Linked DNA regions of Ovis aries: region 1 is linked to region 2. The links are chromatin contacts, called in public Hi-C maps. All regions are on one chromosome and are shown on one strand. The core of a region is the stretch at or near the end of the contact, and the rest is flanking DNA. Distances in the headings are between cores, read along the strand shown.

Region 1 (6,804 bases), core at 268-2,767, 51 kb after region 2:
GGTAGTCACGTAGCAGCGCGCCAGCACTTTGTCGGGCCCGGCCCGCGAGGCTGCCTTATAACCCGGGGCCGGAGCATGCGCACAGGGGTGGAGTTGGCCCTCACGGCCACCGCCCCCTCCCCCCTACACTTACACCCGAACCGCGACTCGCGCCTCCACAGCTCTCAGGCGCGCGCCCGCTCACTCGCTTTCTCTCGCTCGCGCGCGCTGCCGCCCCCCTCCCCGCCACGTGACCCGCGGCCCGGCAAGACCCGCGCGCGGCTCCCCCGCTATGCGGCAGGGACCTTGTAGCCGCGCTCCTCTGCGGAGTCTCCCCTTCGGCCCGCCGTCGGAGGACCTCGGGGTGATCTACTCGCATCTGGGGCACCAACGTCGATCTCACCCTTAGTCTCTGGTGGAGAAAAGCGGAAAACCGCCAAGGATGGATTGGGCGAGCTGCCTGGGGCCTGACTCAGGTGTGGGGGGCGACGGTGCGCGGAGAAGCTGGGAAATGACTGGAAGTGAGGGACTGGGCGGGGTTTGAATGGATGCGGGTGCATCTCGGACCCGGGAAGAGGCCGAAAGCCGGCACTTTAGAGCGCGGGCTGCGGCCTCGCTACTTGAGATCAGTGACCTCGGGGAAGTCACTCAAATCCTCAGGGCCTGCTTCCTGCTCTCTGAAATGGAAACAGTAATACAGGCCACCTCAGAAGGGCTTTTGGTGATTTTGATGAGAGAATTTATGGAACTTTTTTACATTTGATGAATGGTGGGTATGGACACAGAAGTCGGGAGAAAGAGCTGGTCAGACGGTGGCGACACTGGTCCCAAGAGAGGATCTGTGTGTCAGAAAGATGAAGAAATGAGACTGCAGAGAGGCCAAATCTTTATGGACGCTGAGGGTTTGTGACAAAATATAATTATAGCTAACGGTTCTGAAGGGCCGATTATATGCTTAGCAGTTCACCTGAACTATCCTCAGGACCCTATGATGTTGAAGTGATCAATCTGAAGAAACATGGAGTGCCTCTGATGTCCGAGACTTTTGAGAAGTACCGAGAATGTATGGGTCAAGGCGCCTGACTTCAAGATTTAGGGGGGAGGTCGAGTCAGATGGAGACAAACCAACAGTGACCAGCACTGGAAGCCTGCGCTCCTCTCCTCCCCTGACCCCTCGCTTACTTAATTCTCTTTACAATCCCGAGTGGTCAGCTTTTTGTTTTGCAAATGAAGAACCTAGATTGTAATGGAATGGGCCCTGAGGGATAAGATTCTGAAAGTTTCCAAATACTTTCTCCCTCTCACCCACTCCGCCTCTGTTTCATGCAAGGAAAAGTTTTCAGTAACAGTTCACCACGTTAGAAAACAGCATGGAATCTAAAGCCAAGTGCCACTTATGAGCAATAATTGTTTTTTTTACCTTTGATAAGTACAGAGAAGGAAGGCTCTTCAGGTCCTTCAGTTGGTCAGGACTTCAGCAGCACTTCAGGACTGTGACGGGTATAATAAGCAGCATTCAGGGTAGATGGTAGGAGAGTTAGGAAGACAGACTAGGACTGGTTCAGATATGAACTGTCAGGACCTGAACAGTGGAATGTAGGAGGAGCATAGTGTGGTAGATTCACAATATGGACCCAGGATCAGATCTGAATTCCAGCTTGAATACTTGGCACTTACCACGTCTTTGTCCTTAGGTAAAATCATAACCCCCACCACCCCACCACCCCCACTCTGAGCCTCATTCATTCTCTGCTTTGTAAAACAGGGACAGTACCTTCCTCATAAGGTTGTTATAATAATAAAATTAATATTTACTTTAGTGTCTGGCATATAGTAAGAACTACATAAATGTATAGCTAGGGGAAACTGTGAAATTGAATGCTGAAGATTAACTCTAAAGGTCCCTCACTTGGTCCTAACAATGTAGTCACAGGATCATACTTAGTGATAGATTGTACTTTTGTATTCCTTTTCTTGAAGATGTCCACCAAAAATATATATACCACAAGCCCCATAAAATCTGGATCTGCCCCTAGTAGGCTTTGAAATGTTGTGAAAAGAATACAGGCTTTGGAATCAAAAGACTTGTTCCCAAAACTTATCCCTGTTACTTTGGGCAATTAATTCACTGACCTATTCTGGGCCTGTTTTTTTTAACCAGGTAATTTGAAGATGGTATCCATCAATCTGAATTGTTGTGATAGTCAGGTAAGATAGTATTTGCAAAAGTGATTGGTGGAACTTGGAAAGCACCCTATAAATGTTTATGAATTAATATTATAATTTTTCCACAAAGTTTATAAGAGGCAAAGATAAAAAGCAACTCCATTGACATATATACACTACCATGTGTAAAACAGATAGTGGGAAGCTGCTATATAACACAGCAAGCTCAGCTTGGTGCTCTGTGATGACCTAGAGGCGCAGGATGGGGGGAGAGGGAGGGAGGTTCTAGAGGGAGAGAGAGATATGTATACTTACAGCTGACTCACATTGTTGAACAGCAGAAACTAACACAACAGTGTAAAGCAATTATCCTCCAATTTAAAAAAAAAGCAATTCCAAGATTCTTAGCTGAAAAAGTGAAAACTGAGGTGGGTGAGCTGGCAAAAGTGATGAAATGATACAGGTAAAATTCTTGCTGTTCTGCCAGGTTTTCTTCCTGATTAATCCACGAGACATTGAAGAGGTAAACTAGTAAGATCAGAAATTTAGAGCTGAGAGGAGGTTTAAGATCATTTAGCATAACTCCCTAATTTTACAGAAAAGGAAATTAAGGTCCAGGGAAGCTAAAAGACTTTTCCGAGGCCACCCATCTAATAAATGGCATGATCAGAAGAACCAGATATCTAGGCTCAAAGTTATTGTACCAAGGAATTTTTAAGATAAAAGCATTTCATCACAGGGTCTTGCAAAATCAGAGAAGGAAGGTATGGTGCTCTCTAGTGGCTTTTGACTATCACAAAATTTTCCAGGTAGACTTTTCTATCTTAAATGTTGATGGACTGTTTGCAAGCTTGTTAATAAGTGAGCAAAACCTCTGAAGATTTCAAGGTAAGAGTTATAACTTCACAAATTAGTAATAGAATGAGAAAACGCAAATTTTGAAGGTTCAAAACAACTAGTTACTATTCAGACTGAGAAAGCTACTCAATTTTTTTATCTGGAAAAGGAGAAGAATAAAATTACCGTGTTTTTTCTGGAATTCAGCTGCATACTTCACTTCCATTCCCTCAGTTATTCCATCATTTCTGTGAGATAGGAAATAACAGGAAAGCATTCTTTTAAAACACAAGAATACTTAATAGATTAAAAACGTTCCCCCATTTAAAATTTATAGTATTTCGATTGGGAATATAGGAAGAGAAATTTATAGAACTATCCAAATGGGGAATAAGAATATTCCTTTTTGACCTGTTTATCCTCTTAATTCAATTTGATTTCAGCCAAATTGGGTGAGGCTCTTTTTTCCAAAGTCCTTTTCCCATATCGTCATCCCATTCAGTGGTCTGATGTGACTTGTCTCCTTCTTCTTGCCTCTGCCAGCACAGGCTGATTTGGGCTGATGTACCTCATAATCTCCATCACTGATTATAATCTCTCCTAGCAAGCATTTGTTTTAGGCATGGTCCTGCGTATTTACCAGCCCTATCTACTTTCTTGATCTTGGCTGACCCTGAGCTTGCTCTTTCCTTCTTTTTTCCTCTCTCCTTCTGTCCCTTCTTCTATCCTCTCTCCCTCCCTCCCTTCCCTCTTCTAGGCAGGTAAGCTGAGAGTAGGGGAATAATAATACCAATTAATGATATTGGTGATGATAGCTAAGATTTAGGGGATATTTGTTATATGCCAGGCATTGATTGATCTAAGCGCTTTACTCATATTAACTCATTTACTCCTCATAAAAATGCTATGGACTGGGTACTATTATAATCCCCATTTTACAGACCCGGTGGCTCAGATGGTAAAGAATCTGCCTGCAATGCAAGAAACCCAGGTTCGATCCTGGGGTTGGAAAGATGTCCTGGAGAAGGAAATAGCAATCCATGCCAATATTCTTGCCTGGAAAATCCCATGGACAGAGGAGCCTGGCAGGCTATAGTCTGTGGATTCGCAAAGAGTTGGATACGACTGAGTGATTAACACTTTCAAAGTTACAGAGGTAACAGATACAGAGAGGTTAAGTAACCCAAAGTCACACAATTAACATTGTCTGGAGTTAACAGAAAATAGTTATTATTTGGTTCTCAGTATACCCATCTGCTAATGCAGGAGAGAAATAGATGCAGTTTCAACCCCTGCGTTGGGAAGATCCCCTGGAGGAGGGCACAGCAACCCACTCTGCTATTCTTGCCTGGAGAATCCCATGGACCTAGGAGCCTAGCAGGTTAAGGTTCATAAGGTTGCAAAGAGTCAGACATGACTGAAGCGACTTAGCCTAGGCTATAAATACATGAGTTGAAATGGTCATTTGCTACTTATTAATACCATAGAAGACTAATCAATAGACTTTGAAGGTCATCTTAGGAAGACCATGTTCTAAGTTGCTTCTACCTCAGCTAAACAATCATTACCAAAAATCTGTTGGCCATAAAAGCTGCCTTTGAAGCTAGAAAGTTCAAAGAGAACCAACCCCTGCTTATCTGAATCTGGAATAGTTGTGAATCTCTGGGCAGCTAAATTGGGGGTGGAGATGTTGGGATATCGTTTTGAACAGCTAAATTTTAAGATCACCTGTATTCCAGAAAGTTCTAGGTGTCCTGGCACGTACATTCCATGCTGTGAGATCCTTCAGTGAGAGTACTTGGACTCTTCTTATAGCCCTCATCCAACAGCAGCAGCAGGCAGTTGGAACTCCTGAACATCTGTACCTCAGACCTAGTGTGAGTCAGGAGAGGGTTGCATGAAGGAGAGGGAAGCCTCTTAGGTCATAATGATCAGCTTTATGTATCCACTTGGCTGGGGAGCCAGGCCTGGTTGTTCTAACTGAACCTTGATACTGCTGCACTGGTGAACAAGATGAGGCTTGAATAAAGCACAGAAATCAATCTGTGGTGACCTCTGAGAACCCTGAATCTTCCGCAGTGCCCTGCACCATACAGTACCTCTGACACCTGTGCCCAGGTGAAGTCCGGGGGCTACCAACACTACTTCTGAGCTGTGTATTAATAAAGTGAAGTCTCTCCGCACCCAGTTTAGATGTCATGCCTATCGTATTTTACCCCGACAGGCCTATTTTTTGAGGTTGTAGAATAAGGCCATACTCCTTTGTTTAGGGTATAAAGGTTTTCCTAAATAAGGTAAATGATTTCCATCATCAGTTGCTCAAAGAAGAAGAGAATTCGCACACAGGAAAACCTGGGGGAAAAAAAAAAAAGGAAAACCTGGAACATAGAACAGGTGAGGTGGCACTCCTGGATTTACCTTCTTAGGGTTTGGACTTACAGGAGTTAAGAAATGTTGAGGATCCACCTCACTGATGCTGGGGAAATGGCCTCTGCCATGGAGCTTCCTAGTATTAATCAGGCAAAGAGGTTTTCCTGGAGACCCCAAAATGAAGGTAAATATTCATGTTTTGTTAGTCTGCTTATTGAAACATCACTGTACTTACCCTTGAACTTCAGTCATGTTTCATCTAAATCGGATTCAAATCGAAAAGCCCTCAAGAACTAAGAAAAGGTAATCAGCTCACTGTAAGATAGTAAAGACTTTCCTGGGTAACTCATTTGGTGAAGACTGCCTGCAATGCATGAGATCTGGGTTCCATCCTTTAGGTTGGGAAGATCCCCTGGCGAAGGAAATGGCTACCCACTCCAGTATTCTTGCCTGGGAAATCCCATGGACAGAGGGGCCTGGCAGGCTACAGTCCATGGGGTCTCAAGAGTTGGACACAACTGAAGCAGCTAAACCACCACTGCCACCACCAAGATAGTGAAAAATGGTGAGCAGCATGGAGAAAGGGTTCATATCCATCTAGACATCCGAGTTCATGTTTTTCGAATGAAACATTTTCCCATATAGCACTAACAGTACAAGTTTACCTGACATTTCTACATAACGTTATTTAGTAATTCAAAGAAAATAGAATTCTTTAAATTCCAAACTATTTTTAATAATAAGTGGAAAACAAAATTTTGTGTGTGGAGGGGGTTAGAAAGTAAGTAATGGGTAGGCAGATGGGGAATAGGGCAAACAAATATTGCAGCAGGATAGTCTGTTCCAGCCTGGTCTCTGCTGAAGTATTTAAGAAGCAGGCAAAAGGGGGAGTGTTCCTTCCATGCCCCAAGATCCTCCCCATGGTGTCAGTGATGACTTAAGAAAGATCTTCAAGGAAAATCTTAGAACAAAAGTTTTCATGACAAAGGTTTGACAGTCCCTTCCCTATGAGAAGAATCTCCTTCCATTATGATCTTTGGCAGATCAGGATTCGAGTTTAAGAGACCCTGTGGATTGCCTTATAACTTCATCCACAGCTTTCTCCTATCCCAGGTCCATGGTTCCATTTTGGTCACCATGGCCACAGTAACTGAAATGGTCTGTTTCGTTCTTTGCAGTGGACAGCCTTCAGCCCTGTAGTCCAAACCAACTGCTTAAAGATGAGTTATTTTCTCCCCAGTGTCTCAAACTCATGGTCTCAGGCTGAGGATTTTAATTTTATCTTGCTTTTAGAGAGCCCCCTTTAAGTCTTCATAAACATAATGCCTCTTACTGTTTACCACTTCTAATCTAGTAGCAAAAAAGAAACTGGAATATCTTGTAGTGGAATATCCTTTGTTCCATGATACCTACCTGCAGGATAGCTGGTCTACTAAGTGTCCCCAAACCAGA
Region 2 (6,531 bases), core at 1,571-4,070:
TTATTTCTTTTACATACATAGGGAAATGTTAGGACTGTGTACAGAACACGTGTACAAAAGGTCTTGGTATCATTGTTCAAAGTGAAATAGTAGAAGTAGAACATAGAAACAGTAGGATTAGAAACAGTGCCAGCATCTATCAAAAGGTGAATGGGTGAACAGATAATGGCATATTCACTGTATCAGCTGGGACCCAGTCTGGAAAGCAGAAGTTACACTTTCAATTAGAGAAGTTAATACAGCATGTTGTTGGCAGATGCCCCGGAGGGCTGAAAGAAGACAGGGCGTGCTGAGCTCGTCCCTTAATAAAAGTCAGAAAGCAGCTCCCTGCTTTCTGGAGAAGCAAAGGGTGGAGAAGCAAAGGGTCAGGAGAGGGTTATATAGACTTCGCAGGAGCTTGGAGGAAGAGCTCTAAGGAAGTGGAACTCTGACCTCCGAGGACCCCACCTACTGCTGCCTCTGAGAGGAAGTGAGAGGTTTGAGGGGAAAGAAGAAAGGACTGGAGGCTGGGGTTAAGTGCCACCACTGGAGAATCGCTGGAAGGAACCAGCAGGGATGGAGATAAAGGGAGCCTTTTCTTCACTCCTCCACCCTTTTTCTTCAGTGCTCCCCGTTAGCAGAACCTGACAGATGCCAACTGAAAATGCATCAGGAACCTAAGCGCAAGAACTTAAAGAAAAAAAAAATTCAATTTATTTTTCCTTCTGGCTGTGCTGGTCTTCACTGCTCCACCAGAGTTTTCTCCGGTCGCAGGGCTGGGGGTGCCACTCTTCATTGCAGTGCACAGGCTTCTGGCTGTGGTGCCTTCTCTTGCTTCCGAGCGCAGGCTCCGGGACATGCAGGCTCTGTAGTTTCGACTTGCCGGCTCTAGCGCAGAGGCTCAGGCTCAGTGGTTGTGGAGCATGGGCTTAGTTGCTCCTAGGCATGTGGAATCTTCCTGGACCAGGGATCGAGCTGGTGTCCCTCGCATTGCAAGGTGGATTCTTAGCCACTGAACCACCAGGGAAACCCCAACTATACACTTTCAAATGGCTAATTTTAAAAGGAAAATTGGGATTTAAAAAAAAGGCAAGAGAAAATATGAAATTTAGGACAGTGGTTACTTCTCGTTTGGGGAGAAAGGGAATGGGATGAAGAGCAACACAGAGGAAGATGCTGGTTGTTGATATTTCACCTCTCTTGGGTTGCAGCCTCATGGGTGTTAACCCTATTATGTTTTATAGATAGTATTTTCTTATCTTATGGATGTATCATGTTTCGTATCTTATGTATCTTTCTTATCGTATGTCTTTTAAAATGCATTGTTGTTCAATCAGTCATGTCCAACTCTTTGCGAGCCCACAGACTGCAGCATGCCCGGCTGCCCTGTCCTTCACTATCACCCAGAGTTTGCTCAGACTCATGTCTCTTAAGTCGATGATGCCATTCAACCATCTCACCCTCTGTCGTGCCCCTTCTCCTCCTGCCCTCAATCTTTCCCAGCATCAGGGTCTTTTCCATTGAGTCAGCTGTTCGCATCAGGTGGCCAAAGTATTGGAGCTTCAGCTTCAGCATCAGTCCTTCCAATGAATATTCAGGGTTGATTTCCTTTTGGATTGACTGGTCTGATCTCCTTGCTGTCCAAGGGTCTTCTCCAGCACTACAGTTTGAAGGCATCAATTCTTCAGCAGTCTGCCTTCTTTATGGTCCAGCTCTCACACCCGTACATGACTACTGGAGAAACCATAGCTTTGACTGTATAGACCTGTCGACTAAAAAAAGATGTACAACTTGGGAGTTGTGAGTTAAGTTTTATTTGGGGCAGAATGAGGATTGCAGGCTGCGAGGCAGCACCTCAGATAGCTCTGAGAGACTGCTCCAAAGCGGCAGTGGGGGAAGGTCAACATATAAGGTTTTGGTGAAGAGGGAGTTCAATACCATTAAGCATTTATTTTATAAAAAGTTTGTTGCTATTCACGAGGACCTGATGTCACCATGAAGGGTTTTAGTGCTTTTCTAGATATGAGGACATGCAAGGATTGGGATCATAAGATCTGTTCCTGAAACATCCATCTGAAGATCTGTGCCACCAGACTCCCTTGAGCACAGAGTGCCTTACTCCACCCTGAACTCCCTCAGTGGGTGCTCAAGGTCAACAGTTTTGCAGGGTTTCGTCTCCGCAGAGGCAGACGGCGAATGCCCTTGTTGTTCAGTCATCGGCAGCCATCTGCGCAAGTGCCAATCTGTAGTTGACAGACCTTTGTCAGCAAAGTGATGTCTCTGCTTTTTTTAAACCTGTCTAGGTTTTAACAGCTGTCTTGGAGACCCCGGTTTGATTCCTGGGTCAGGAAGGTCCGCTGGAGGAGGGATAGACTACTCACTCCAGGATTCTTGGACTTCCTTTGGGACTCAGTGAAGAATCCGCCTGCAAGGTGAGAGACTGGAGTTTGATCCCTAGGTTGGGAAGATCCCCTGGAGAAGGGAAAAGCTACCTACTCCGCTATTCTGGCCTGGAGAATTCCATGGACTGTGTAGTCCATGGGGTCACAAAGAGTCGGACACAACTGAGCAACTTTCACTTCACTTCTAGGTTTTAAAATGCGTAGAATTTTGAATTTGAAAATATAAATGAGAAAACATTCAGAGGTAAAAGGAGGGAATGTAGCTTGGAGGCAGGCCAGTTGGAATAGTGGACGTGGGCAGTGCAGAGCCCTGACATCTGTGGGACAGCCCGGGAGGGGCTCCCGGAGGAGGGCAGTTGGGGTGCAGGAGGAGGGCAGCCCGGGACCCTGGCGGTGGGGCTGCAGGTCTGCCCTTGCCCACACGAGGGCGCCCCACGCTGCTACATCTAAGCGGCGGTGGCGGCCGGGCGTGCCAGGATGGGCTGGGGACAGGAAAGGAGAGTAGCCCGGGAGAGGCCTTCTGAGGAAAGTAGGGTGGAGGAGCGCATCCTGTCCACCTACAGACTGGCCCCTCAGGTTTCTTGTGTGGTCAAACCTTGAAGACAGTCGGTGTGAGATTCGAATGGAAACAGAGCCGGCTTTCAGGCTGGGAGGAAATCATGGGAGTCTCCATCAAGGCTGCCTGTGGGGGGCGGGGTGGGCGTTTGCTGTTTATTGAGGGGTGTGTGGTATGCATGTGCTGCTTGGGAGTGACTATCTAGGTTAGAGGGTGTGGGTGTGTGTTTTCCCCAGGAATATAGTGGAGAGTGGGAGCAGGGCGCGGAGAGGGGCTGTTCCTGCTTCCCTAGGCTCTGAGGCTGGCACAAACAGGAAGAGGAACCTGCAGCAAGATCCAGCTGCTGAGGACTCAGAACTCTTCCCCCTCAGGAGCCCCGGGTGTGAAAGAGGAGGGAGGAGCCTGACTGCTGGCCTGTGGAGGACACCTCCCTCAGTCTGGCCCAGCAGGACTGGGGCCTTCCTCGTGGGTCTGCAGACACCCCCTCCCCCACCAAGCCTTCTAGTGGTGTGGCTCAGCACCCAACGCTGGCATGCCACATTGCTGCCAGACCTGGATCCTGCCTCTTCCTGCTGCTCAGGGACTTGGTGTTACTAACTTGTGCCCCAGGGCAATAGCCCAGCAGAGGTCTGTGACCTGAGAAACCCTGCTGACCTCACTTTAGGCCAGAACATTTTTTTTCTCCTAAAACCAGTGGCAGGGAGCCCAGGTTTGAGGAGGGTATGAAGAGTGGGAGAATAGGCCATCTCAAATACGCCTCCAGGGCAGAAGGATTATTTTGAGCTGATTATTTTCAGCAACTACAGACAAAGGAAGCTTCTGAAAAACAGTAGAAATGACTCTTTTGAGAGAGATGTGCATTTATAAAAGAAATCTCCATTTGCGAGGGTGTCTCCCCCAGTGGGTGGAGAAGTTGACTATAAATCACAGAATTATAAAAATCTGTGGAAAGGGCGTTTACTTAAATCTACATAACAATCCTTCCCCTTGTTTACTCTGCTTTTCCTGGTAATCTCCCAGAACTGGCTTCCTCCCTGACCCCCTCTCACCTTTGCTTCCTCTGTTTTTGGCGGAAGGTAGTGTTTAAACTGCTAGCTTAGGCCCCTTGGGAGAGTTAATTTTTTTCTCCTGGGTATCTCCCTGGTGTACAAGTATATGTGAATAAACTTCGGTTTCTTTCTTATTTATCTTTTTGTTTACAGAGGTCTCAGTTGAGAGCTCAGAAGAGTTGAGGAAAGTTATTTTTCCTCCCCTATGGGGGATGGGGGTGAAGGGGGTTGGGGGCACAGCTAGGGGGACCTGGAGGCTCCTCCCCATCCCACCAGTCACAGCTACTGCGTGTAAAAGTGCTCTGTGGGCTGTATCCTAGAGCCTCAGCCCAGAATTTGAGAGCATTATAGTGGAAATTAAGCCCAGGGTGGGAGCCTCTGGCCAGTAAGCTGAGGCCCCAGGCAGTGTCCCAGAGCAGAGGAGAAAGTCCTGCAACTTCTCAGTCAAAGGAAGAGGAGGGATAGGAAGTCACAGGTGTCCTCTGGATGAGCAGGACTTTGAGGTGCCAGGAGACACCCTATGGGGGAGGGAGAACAAGAGCGAGGCTCCAGACGTCTCCCCAGGGGCCTGGCCCTGGCTCTGTACACCTCATCTTTCTAGGCGCCTCATTTCTAGGTCCAGCCAAACAACCATGAGTAAGATGTGAGAGAACAGCATCCTTCTGGGATGGGACTACCCTGGGGAGTAGCAGAAACCTGGCTGGTTCAGGGAGCAAGGCTTAATGACCATGTAGTCATTAAGAAGGCATTAGTGGGCTTCCTTGGTGGCCCAGTGGTAAAGAATCTGCCTGCTAGTGTAGGGGACATGGACCCGATCCCTGGGCTGGGAAGACACCACCTGCCACGGGACGGCTGAGCCCAGGCACCACAGTGACTAAGCCCTTGCTCTAGAGCCCAGGAGGACAAACAGAGAAGGCGCTGCAATCAGAAGCCTGCAAACTGCTAGAGAGCAGCACCCACTTGCTGAAACCGGAGAAGTCCCAGCATAGCGTCAAGACCCAGCACAGCCATAAATAAATAAATCTTAAAAAAAAAAAAAAAGGCATTAGCATCAGTCCTGGGTTGGTTGAAATTTCACTCAGCCACCTAGTAGCCATGTGAACTTAAATGAGCAGATTACTTCGTTTCAGTTCCATCATCTGCAAAATGGGGACAATAATCACATTGCAGAATTATTAAGATTTAGAAATTAGGAGTGTGGAATGCTGAATCAATAGTAAATGCTGTTACTATTGAAACTGCTGCTGCTGCTGCTGCTGCTGAGTCACTTCAGTAGTGTCCGACTCTGTGCGACCCCATAGACAGCAGCCCACCAGGCTCCACCGTCCCTGGGATTCTCCAGGCGAGAACACCGGAGTGGGTTGCCATTTCCTTCTCCAATGCATGAAAGTGAAAAGCGAAAGTGAAGTCACTGAGTCGCATCCAACTCTCAGCGACCCCATGGACTGCAGCCCACCAGGCTCCTCCGTCCATGGGATTTTCCAGGCAAGAGTACTGGAGTGAGGTGCCATTGCCTTCTCCTATTGAAACTGACCTCCCGCCAAAAAAAAAAAAAAAAGAGTTCTTCTGCTGAGTTTATGCTTAATCTCTCTATGCAAAACTTTATTCCCTTTCTTGTCCCACATGTGTTCCCTTCAGGATTGAGGATTATCAAAGAAAAAAGTGAATTGAAACCTAGCAGGGGTCTCCCAACTACAAAAAGCCTTTCCATTTGTTTGCAGGAAAAGGCCTTAGTCTTCTAGGCCTGAGTAGATTCAAGCAGTTACTGACTAGGGAAGTGAGGGAATGCTGAAATAAAGGAGAAGCAGCCAAGAGACAATAGTTGAGTGATAAATCAGAGTCCTGATATATAGCAATCTGACATATATCTTTGAGTTGTTCTGCAGGAACTGAGACCCCTACTCAGGTGGAGGTCAAGCTGAGCACAAGCACACAGATCCAGAGGTAGGAACCAGAAGGCTGGTGATTAAGATTCCTGAATTATCACCCAGTTACCTCACCACCAGCCAGTCAGAAGAAAGTCACGCACCCTGCAGCCCTTCACCCCAAACGTTGCCTTTAAAAACACTGCCGTGAAAGCCAGCTGGGAGTTTGGATCTTTCGAGGGTTCAAGCCGCCTCTCCGCCTTGCTGGGCCCTGCAGTAAATGCTGTACCTGCCTTCATCACAACTTGGAGTTAGTAAGTTGGCTTTGCTATGCCATGAGCAAGCAGACCCAAGTTCAGCTCGGTAACACTGCCATTATTTTCCAATGCCCAGACCCACATAGGATGGATGGCTCCAGGCCTCTCTCCTAGGCTCTGACCAAAGCCAGCCTGTAATTTGCCTGCACTACCCTACTGTGACAGTGAATCGCTAAGAAGATGCTATGTTATGACAGGGGTGGATTCATGTCTCTCTGTTGAAAAGAGCCTCTGGGGGGATTCATGTCTCTTTGCTGAAAAGAGCCTCTGGGGAAATGCCTTGATTCCAAAGGCTGAGTCTGTTGGACGGTGGGCCTGTCCTTTCATCAAGAATCTCACAGCAGAAGGAACATAGAGCTTTCA

What was found. Hi-C and Micro-C count contacts between places; a contact is called where the count stands out from the background.
Region 1: a contact with region 2 is called in a Hi-C map of tail adipose tissue, with 1.9 times the contacts expected there. The contact joins the promoter of SLC16A1 here to the enhancer-like site in region 2. A contact is called at or near these places in 3 of 16 Hi-C or Micro-C datasets (hypothalamus, mixed tissues and tail adipose tissue).

The regions. Positions count from the first base shown.
Region 1 is chr1:90,351,639-90,358,442 of ARS-UI_Ramb_v3.0, forward strand. It overlaps SLC16A1 (solute carrier family 16 member 1), which reads right to left and starts at 1,518. Exons shown (of 5, transcript XM_042252642.1): 1 at 1,400-1,518.
Region 2 is chr1:90,299,466-90,305,996 of ARS-UI_Ramb_v3.0, forward strand. No RefSeq gene overlaps it. Among named protein-coding and RNA genes, the nearest start is that of SLC16A1, 50 kb to the right of the region's middle. Within about 2 kb of position 2,821, at least 38 of the 54 cell types and tissues checked have an H3K27ac peak or open chromatin away from gene starts, as enhancers often do. A contact at or near this core is called in hypothalamus and tail adipose tissue, where this site is marked.